3 separate regions of the Mus musculus genome follow, and regions 2 and 3 are each linked to region 1. Evidence: chromatin contacts called from public HiChIP or PLAC-seq data. All regions are on one chromosome and are shown on one strand. Each heading gives the region's core, a stretch centred on a gene start, on an enhancer-like site or on the middle of the called end of the contact. The rest is flanking DNA. Distances are from core to core; before and after follow the strand shown. Region 1 holds the start of Neurl3 (neuralized E3 ubiquitin protein ligase 3). Region 2 overlaps Uggt1 (UDP-glucose glycoprotein glucosyltransferase 1). Region 3 overlaps Uggt1 (UDP-glucose glycoprotein glucosyltransferase 1).

Region 1 (2,700 bases), core at 114-2,613:
AGCCCTGAGCAACCCAGCAAGGGAGGAGCATCCACAAGTGTCCAGAGACTGGTGTGCCTGCCAGGAGGTGCCAGGAGCCTGAACCTCTTAGACTGAGCCAGCCGGGGCATCGGGGGAACTGCAACCTTTAGAAGCCACAGGACTCCGGCCCAGGTGACTGGCACTGGCTCTAGAGCAGCTACCTGTGGTCTTGGCAGAAGTTATACATCTAGTGCAGTGACAAAGGGCGCTCAGCAAGGGTGTGGCCGGAAAAAGAAAGTCCAGGGGTTACAGCAATGTCTAAGGTAACCAGGGCTACACTGATAACACTCACCTTCCCCTGGCCACTTCTTCTCACTTAGGCACCACATGCTGGCTGGAAAAGGTCCCCAAACCAGAACATCAGACCTCAAGAAGAGGAAGGGATCTGCATAAGGTAATACAGCAGACACAACCTGGGTCTCCAGCCCTCTATTTCCCTCCTCAGTCGAACCGCCCCCGCCCCCCCCCCGCCCCCCCCGTCCTGTCTAGCTCACTGTCATTTCCAGGTGCTCCTGTTCCTTTCTTTCTTTTTTTTTTTTTAAAGATTTATTTATTATATGTAAGTACACTGTAGCTGTCTTCAGACACTCCAGAAGAGGGCATCAGATTTCGTTACAGATGGTTGTGAGGCACCATGTGGTTGCTGGGATTTGAACTCCGGACCTTCGGAAGAGCAGTCGGCGCTCTTAACCACTGAGCCATCTCGCCAGCCCCCCCCCCTCCCCGTTCCTTTCTTAAAGGGGCCACAGAAGTCACAGAATTGTGGCTTTGATCTGGAATCTCAAGAAAGACCTAATCTGGCGGGGAGGGGGGGTGGGGTGGGGGTGGGGTTGTAAGCCCCCAAACCAACCTTGCCACTGGGCGGCCTCACCTTCACAGGTCCTAGGATTTAGCTCAATCAGTTAACCTTCAGCAGCGCTGCGCACCTTCTCTATGTGGGGTTGGACACCATGCCGGCTGCTAATCAAAGTTCCTGCATGCTCTTGAAACTCCCAATGCCCAGATCTCATCCCAGACCAGGACCACCAAAGTCTTTGTTGGGGAGAGTGGGGGAGGGCGTGGCGGCGGCACGGGTGTTTACTAACATGCGATTATAATTCACAGACAAGGGCTGCTTAGAAGTCAAACAGAAAACCGTCTGCTGCAGCCACAGTTACAGCCCCTGCTTCCCTTCTTATCTCAGACCAGCCTGCTGCAGCAGCAGTCCACTGTGAGCCACGAGAGGTCATGGGGAAAGTCCCGGATATCGTCATGCGTGACAGCATCTAATTAATCAACAACTCTGTAACGTGAGCTCCAGCCTATAAAAGGGGAACCTTCCGGAGTCTTGTAACCCTGACCACTGGCCTTCACAGACATCTTCAGACCCAGGGACTTGTGCCCCAGGAGGAGCTCAGGCTGATGGGTTCTCTCCTCAGCCCTGAGGCCAGTAAGTAGATTTCCCGTATGCCTTGAGCTGGCTTCTGGAGTCCTGACTGCATGGAGTACAGGTGGGAGGTCTGGAAAGGGGAGATCAGAGACTTCATTGGCTCCTAGAGTGGGTTTCTCCATGGTCTGGGCTGCGCGAGGGCGAGAGCTTCCTGCCTTCCCAGGAACCCAGCAGAAGCGGGGTGTCTGGTCCAAGATGGCTGCGGAGATACACACCCCTCCTTCCCACCCACTACCTGTAAGCAGTCTTTATCTAGGAACTGGATAAGGGAGAATCAAGGCTGGGGTGGGGAAAAGGGGAGAGCTTAGGAGGCCGGTGGAAAAACGAGGGATTTCAGCCTTGCCAAATTGTCGGTGGCAATGTGGACAAGTCATTTTTGTCCCTGGACTCTTGGTTTTTTTCTCGTCTGAAGGTTGGGACTATGCCACCACCCTGCTGTCCTTTAGGACTCCAAATGTAGATATCTAAATAGTAATGAGATAAGAAGTTTCTCTGAGACACCAGTACCTGTGGTCACGTGTCCCCTTAGCAGAGGGGCCTGGTGAGTGAGCAGGAAATAGCATGCCACCCCTTAGAACAGAGACGGGGACCAGGCACCCTAGACCTGCCCCCCCAAGCCAATCAGTGCCCCTGTGTAGGGCCCTTGGCAAGCACCCAAGGCTTGCTCACAGTGGGCGGCCACGCCCAGAGCCACCTCTGCTGTGGCAGCTGTGTTTGGATTCAAGGCAGGGCAGTAACAATGCCAAAAGGGATGGGGTATAACAGGTACAGATGTGGGGGGGGGGGAGTGGGAGAGGGAGAGGAGGGAGGAGGGAGTGGGAGAGGGAGAGGGACTGAAACTGTGTAGCTGAGCCCACAGTCTCCTTGGGGCTGGGAGGACAGGAAGGGACCTTTCTTGAGCTTCCCCAAGCTCTGCATGCTGGGGTGCAGAGGGGAGAACAGGATTCTGCAAAGGGCTGACTGGGTGCCTGGCATCCCAAAGACCTTGATGCTGAAGGTGCTGGCAGTTAGGAGGCCATCACGGAGCAGGTGGCTGAGCATCCATCACTAAAATCCCCAGAGCCTTGCAGCAGAGACTATAATTTGTCTTCATCTGCCCAGGCCTGGAGATGACCCTACAGACATGGCTGGCCTGTCCCAACTTCCTAGCAGTCTAGATCCAGGCCAGCCTCCGTCAGTGGGTAGCACAAAGGTGGGGGTCACTGGAGAAGGACTACCTCTCTATTGTATGGAACCTCAGGACCTGGCTT
Region 2 (2,700 bases), core at 176-2,675, 93 kb after region 1:
GAATAGCCTGGTCCACATAGTGACTTTCAGGCTAGTTGGGGTTATATAGTAAGACCCAATATCTGTCCGTCCATCTGTCCGTCCATCCACCCATCCATCCATCCATCCATCCATGTATCTATATACATACATGCAGGTGGTGGTGGCCCACACCTTTGGTCCCAGCACTCGGGAGGCAGAGCCAGACAGATCTCTGAGTTTGAAGCCAACCTGGTGTACAGAGAGAGTTGCAGTACAGCCAGGGCTACACAGAGAAACCCTGTATCAAAGAAAAAAGAGGAGGGGAAAAAACCCACAAAAACAAAAGTCAAAATCTTACTTGAAGTATCTTTGTGTTCATTGTCTGTTTGTTTTTATCCTGTCAGCTAACATCTGCTAATGAACCCTTCGGGGACTGTGTCAGTTATTATGTGTATTTTCTTTCCTTGCCTCCTTTCTTTCCTCCTTGACTGCCCACCTATACCTCCATCAATCATTTTATGTGTATGTGTGCACATGTTTGTGTGCATGCATGTGTGTGTGCACACTGTATGTGTGTACATGTGTGTGTGTTTATAGAGCTTTTTTGTTAGGTTAGGCTGGGCTCCACTTGCCAGTCTTCAGCCTCAGTCTTCTGAGGACCACTAGATCTGCTTTTTTTGTTTGTTTGTTTGAGACCAGGTCTCTACATGTACTCCAGACTGTGTTTGAACTGGCAATCCTCCTCTTCTGCTGCCAGAGAGTAATAGGATTATAGGTGTGTGCCACCAGCTATTTTTAACTCCAATTTTTTAATTGGTTCTTTTACTTATTTTATGTTTTTATTGACTGTATTTATTTGGCAATCTTGAGTTTTACACTTCGTTCATGGCCATGGCTGCTGCTGCTGTTGGAGTATACTAATACAGATTATGTAAGTTCTTTGTGTTTTAGGTCTACTGTTTGGGTTTTTCCAAGCATGGTATATATTGGCCACTTGGATTTTGTTGATATTTTGATTTTGTGTGTATTTTTTTTCTTTGATTGTTGTAGTATTTTTCTTGTTCTAATTGGACATGTCAGCTATAATAACTCTTTGAATCTGAGTCTTCACCCTATGAGGGAGACGTTCATTCTTGTGCTGTTCGTTGTTGTTACAGCTGTTGCTTGGTTTATAATGACTTTCTTAAATAGATTCTTTGTTGTGTGTGAACTCTGCCAATATCTACTTAGCATATTAATTTGCTAGTAAGTGAACATATTTTTCACTTATTAGGTGAAAATTAGATGGAAAATATTTCCCCAAGTATCTCAGTTGGTTCACATTGGGACGTGACTTGAATCCTCAGCTGATCTTAACCGCCTTTTGTGTCTGTGTTTGGTGGTAGGGGTTGAATCCTGGGCCTTGTGTATGCTAAGGAAACACTCACTCTGCCACACCCCAGCGGCAGCCTTCAGTTACTGCTTGTCTAGATTAGTTATCAGAGTCGAGGGCTCCCTGTGGGTTTTCCTGGCCATTTGTGGTCCCCTGGATATCGTGCTTGAGATCTGGAGAACATCAGAAAATGGAACTTCCCTTTTTCCAACTGTTTATTTGACCAGCTTCATTTTAGCCCATCTGATGTGTAATAATTTCTCCTAATTGTGTTTGCAAATATCCCAGGGAAAAGCTACTGAGACATTACTCAGCTCAAATAAAGAGAACCCTGGGATTTCCCAGAACCTATGTAAAGGTGGAAAAAGAGAAATGACTCCACACAGTGGCTGGCCTCCACCACTCCACACCATGGGAAAGCTGGCCTGGCTGTCTTGTTCCGAGCCTCCTGGCACCCCAGTGTTTCAATAGAGTTAGAGGCACTGTGTGTGTCCATCCATACTCTGCTTGTTCCTGGGCTCACATGAACATCTGTCCTTGACTGTTAACATCTAGCCAGCTGTTACAAAGCTACTAACTTTCTATTTCTAGTGAATTTCATTGCTGATACTCCTTAAACACTTCTGCCCCTTTTCTTTTTTCATACAGGGTGAGCTGTCCCATGATCAAGATGTGGTAGAGTACATCATGAATCAGCCAAATGTTGTTCCAAGAATCAACTCTAGGATTCTGACAGCTAAGCGAGAGTATCTGGACCTAACAGCAAGCAGTAAGGAACATTTCAGTAGCAACTCTTGGCTTTTGGATTTGTGCTTCACATTCTTAAATTTATTAGATTATAATATTAAGAAGATAGCTCAAAATTATGGCCTGTCCTTCTAAACTCACAAGCATTTCCTTCTAGAAAAGATAAATCTGGGGGCTGAAGAGATGGCTCGGTGGTGAGAAGTCCTTGTTGCTTTTGCAGAGTACTTGGATATGGGGTCCAGCTCCCTCTCTGGTCTCCAGAAGCACCAGACTCAAACATACATACATGCAGTCAAACCACTCATACACATAAAATACACATAAAATACACATAAAATAAAAATCTTAAAATGGCAGTCTAGCTGGGTACAGTATATGATGGTCTGTCCCCAGTGGGAAGGCTGCAGCTGTGCAGGTGGCTGTAGGAGCTAGAGCCTGGGTGACACTCTCAGGAGTTTAAGGTGGGGTGGGAGGCTGCCGGAGGAGCAGTGTAATGGCTGTGATGGCCAGCATGGGCTTGTGACGCTTGCTGAGATGGAGATCTGGGTGCTGGAGACTACTTACAGAGCCATGAGAATTTAATTCCTCATTGACCTTCAATTCAGTTCCAAGGACTTCAA
Region 3 (2,700 bases), core at 26-2,525, 120 kb after region 1:
GTAGCCAGGGCTCCTAACCTCTGCGACAATCCTCAGGGCCCTAAGTAACTCCTTGTTAAAATGAGCACACACAGAGATGAATGATGGCTGCGGTGACTTCAGTTTTATTCCGTGTTTCTTGGCTGCAGAGAATTGGAACCCTGCCTGCTCCTCTCCTGTTATCTTAAGATGTCGTCAGGATAGTGGTGGCAAATTGTTATCATTTATCAGTTTCAGTGATCTTTATCACTGGATCTTTTGAGTTAGCCAGATTTCTTTTTGTCTTTCTTATATTTATTTTATGTGTGTGAATATACTGTTGCTCTCTTCAGACACACCAGAAGAGGGCATCAGATCCCATTACAGATGGTTGTGAGCCACCATGTGGCTGCTGGGAATTGAACTCAGGTTCTCTGGAAGAGCAGTCAGTGCTCTTAACCACCAAGCCATCTCTCCAGCCCCTAGATAGAAATCTTGCCTCAGAAATTAGTTTCCTTGTAAGACAACAAAATAAAAAGCTGGCCAAAGTGAGCCGTCAGAGCAGGCCATAGCCTGCAGGTGTGTGATCCTCTTGGCCATGTGCATGCGCCCTCTGCGGCATCTTCCACTCTCTCTCTGGGACACTGGCCTGTTCCATCCATGACCTCTCCCACCATTCAGTTGGGTTCATTGTTGACATCAATTGATGGTTTGTCTGTAACAAGTGTCTCCTCTCCACTCAGTGCGCTGTATGTCGTGGATCTGAAGAAGTTTAGGAAAATAGCTGCTGGAGACAGACTCAGGGGACAGTACCAAGGTCTGAGCCAGGATCCCAACAGTCTTTCAAATCTTGATCAAGTAAGTGACCGTTGACATTACACATACAAGTATGCCATTTGTGTCTGAAAATGAAGTAGTGTTTGTGTGCTTTCTCAGAACTGAACTATTTCTTCATGGAAAGTATGTGAGTGTGAGTGTGAGTGAGTGTGTGTGTGTGTGTGTGTGTGAGAGAGAGAGAGAGACTTGTCTGATCCCAAAGGCTCTGAGACTGTCAAAAAGCTCAGAATTTACACTAAAAAGTAGTAAAATTTTCTAGCCCTGACTGCCCTCCATGTCAGAACTTTCAGGAAGGCTTGCTGAATAACTTTTCCAATAACAAGCATTTTCAGAAGTAAAATTACAGGTTTGTTTCGTTTGGGTTTGTGTTCTGTTTATTTGTCTTTATGTGCATGGGTGTTTTGCCTGCATGTAGGTCTATGCACTGTATGTGCAGTGCTCCCAGAGACCAGGAGAGGGAGTCTCAATCACCCTGAGCTGGAGTGACAGACAGGTGTTAGAGCAGCCAGGGCTCCTACCCTCACCCTTCTCCTCAGCCCCAGTTGTAGCTTTAAGTGTTTTAGATATCTACTGTCAATCTGCTGCTGCAGCTGCTGTTTTGAGACCAGGTAGCACTTAGTAGCCTTGGCTGGCCTGGAACTCTCTTTGTAGACAGGGCTGGTCTAGAGATCCACCAGCCTCTGCCTCCGTAGTGCTGAGATTAAAGGCATGAGCCACAATACCCAGCTTGTTTAAAGTCTTTCTTAAAATATGTTGTTGTTTATTGTGATATGTAGCATCCATTAAAAGAATCCATCTTCAGGTGTATCAAGGAGTCACTACAAAGCCAAGGCTATAACCAGAGCCCCGTGCGTCAGGAGCATGTCACTCCTGATAGCAGACTGCTGCCCTGCTCCCTGACTGTGGCAGGCAGGAGGCAGCCCACTTGCCACTCTGTAGACTCTACTGAGCCTGCTGTCTAGCCTGGACACCATGCTTCTATTTAGCCTCTTGGCCTCTGCTGACCTGGGGATGTGTTCCCTCTACTCACTTTCCTTTGTAGTTTTGTGCCCTTCACCAGCCGTTCCCCATTCTATCTCTTCCTTCCTGTAGAGCTTCCTGCAGCTAACCACCTTCACTCAGCTCGCCCCCCCACCCTGCTCAATCTTAGTAGTTTATTATTTTAGTCTTTTGTCCTTTGTTCTTTGTGTTTCCTGTCTAGTTAGTTTAGTCTTCTGTTTGTCCTTCATTTTAATTAACATATTTGCTTCCATTTTAGTATTTTTTGTTTTCAGTCTGTGCTGGAATCCTCTGTCCTTTATCTTTAGCAGCTGTCTCATGCAGAGTGACAGTTTGCACTGCCAGGTCTTTGACCCACCTGCTGGCTCTCATCTCATGACCTCTGAGCATATGACTGCTTTTGTTCATGTTTTCTCTCAGCTGTTTCTTTTCTTTATTTTTTTCCTTTTATTGAAAATAATTTTCCCCCTCACATAATATATCCCGATTCCAGTTTCCCGTTCCTTCCCCTCCTCACATTGGATTCACCTGCTTTCTGTCTCTCAGTAGAAAATAGCATCTAAGGGATAATAATAGAATACAGAATAAAAAGATAAAACAAAAGCTAACACATTCAGAATTGAACAAAACAAACAGGAGGAAAAGAAAAGGCACAAGAATCAGAAACCCACTCATTTATTTGCACACTCAGGAATCACATAAAGACCCTAAACTGGGAGCCATGATATGTATGGCTGTAAGACTGTGTTATATTATAAAGTATATTATGTATAATTATTATCTTCCCGCAGAGTAGAAAGTGCAGGTTCAGCAGTATCTAAAGTTTATTTTGTTGACGGTTTGATGAAGGAAATTGTCTCAGTTACTTTTCATTCCTATTTCTGTGAGAAAACACTATGCCCAAGG

What was found. HiChIP or PLAC-seq counts read pairs in DNA pulled down with a chosen protein or histone mark.
Region 2: an H3K27ac HiChIP or PLAC-seq map of the HPC-7 cell line shows a contact between it and region 1, with 7 times the contacts expected there. The contact joins the enhancer-like site here to the promoter of Neurl3 in region 1. A contact is called at or near these places in 3 of 39 promoter capture datasets (the 3T3-L1 cell line, macrophages and stem cell-derived epiblast-like cells), 2 of 15 datasets of contacts at CTCF or cohesin (the G1E-ER4 cell line and large pre-B cells), 4 of 484 Hi-C or Micro-C datasets (bone marrow-derived macrophages, liver, nephron progenitors and 1 more), 3 of 115 datasets of contacts at active chromatin or transcription factors (CD8 T cells, the HPC-7 cell line and embryonic stem cells) and 3 of 9 other capture datasets (adipose tissue, liver and pancreatic islet).
Region 3: a contact with region 1 is called in an H3K27ac HiChIP or PLAC-seq map of the HPC-7 cell line, with 14 times the contacts expected there. The contact joins the enhancer-like site here to the promoter of Neurl3 in region 1. A contact is called at or near these places in 21 of 39 promoter capture datasets (the 3T3-L1 cell line, the C10 cell line, the HPC-7 cell line and 12 more), 5 of 15 datasets of contacts at CTCF or cohesin (CD8 T cells, the G1E-ER4 cell line, the NIH/3T3 cell line and 2 more), 122 of 484 Hi-C or Micro-C datasets (the 4T1 cell line, the 63-12 cell line, the AML12 cell line and 75 more), 18 of 115 datasets of contacts at active chromatin or transcription factors (CD4 single positive thymocytes, the HPC-7 cell line, T-cell acute lymphoblastic leukemia and 13 more) and 5 of 9 other capture datasets (adipose tissue, embryonic stem cells, liver and 2 more).

What each region holds. Positions count from the first base shown.
Region 1 is chr1:36,272,088-36,274,787 of GRCm38.p6, reverse strand. Neurl3 (neuralized E3 ubiquitin protein ligase 3) reads left to right here and starts at 1,363. Exons shown (of 4, transcript NM_153408.2): 1 at 1,363-1,450. The coding sequence starts at 1,423.
Region 2 is chr1:36,178,961-36,181,660 of GRCm38.p6, reverse strand. It overlaps Uggt1 (UDP-glucose glycoprotein glucosyltransferase 1), which reads left to right. Exons shown (of 41, transcript NM_198899.2): 19 at 1,982-2,102. It also overlaps the pseudogene Gm18750. Among named protein-coding and RNA genes, the nearest start is that of Mir6897, 36 kb to the right of the region's middle. Within about 2 kb of position 1,425, at least 8 of the 459 cell types and tissues checked have an H3K27ac peak or open chromatin away from gene starts, as enhancers often do. A contact at or near this core is called in the G1E-ER4 cell line and the HPC-7 cell line, where this site is marked.
Region 3 is chr1:36,148,161-36,150,860 of GRCm38.p6, reverse strand. Uggt1 (UDP-glucose glycoprotein glucosyltransferase 1) reads left to right here. Exons shown (of 41, transcript NM_198899.2): 38 at 702-816. Among named protein-coding and RNA genes, the nearest start is that of Mir6897, 5.2 kb to the right of the region's middle. Within about 2 kb of position 1,275, at least 36 of the 459 cell types and tissues checked have an H3K27ac peak or open chromatin away from gene starts, as enhancers often do. A contact at or near this core is called in CD4 single positive thymocytes, CD8 T cells, the HPC-7 cell line and 10 more, where this site is marked.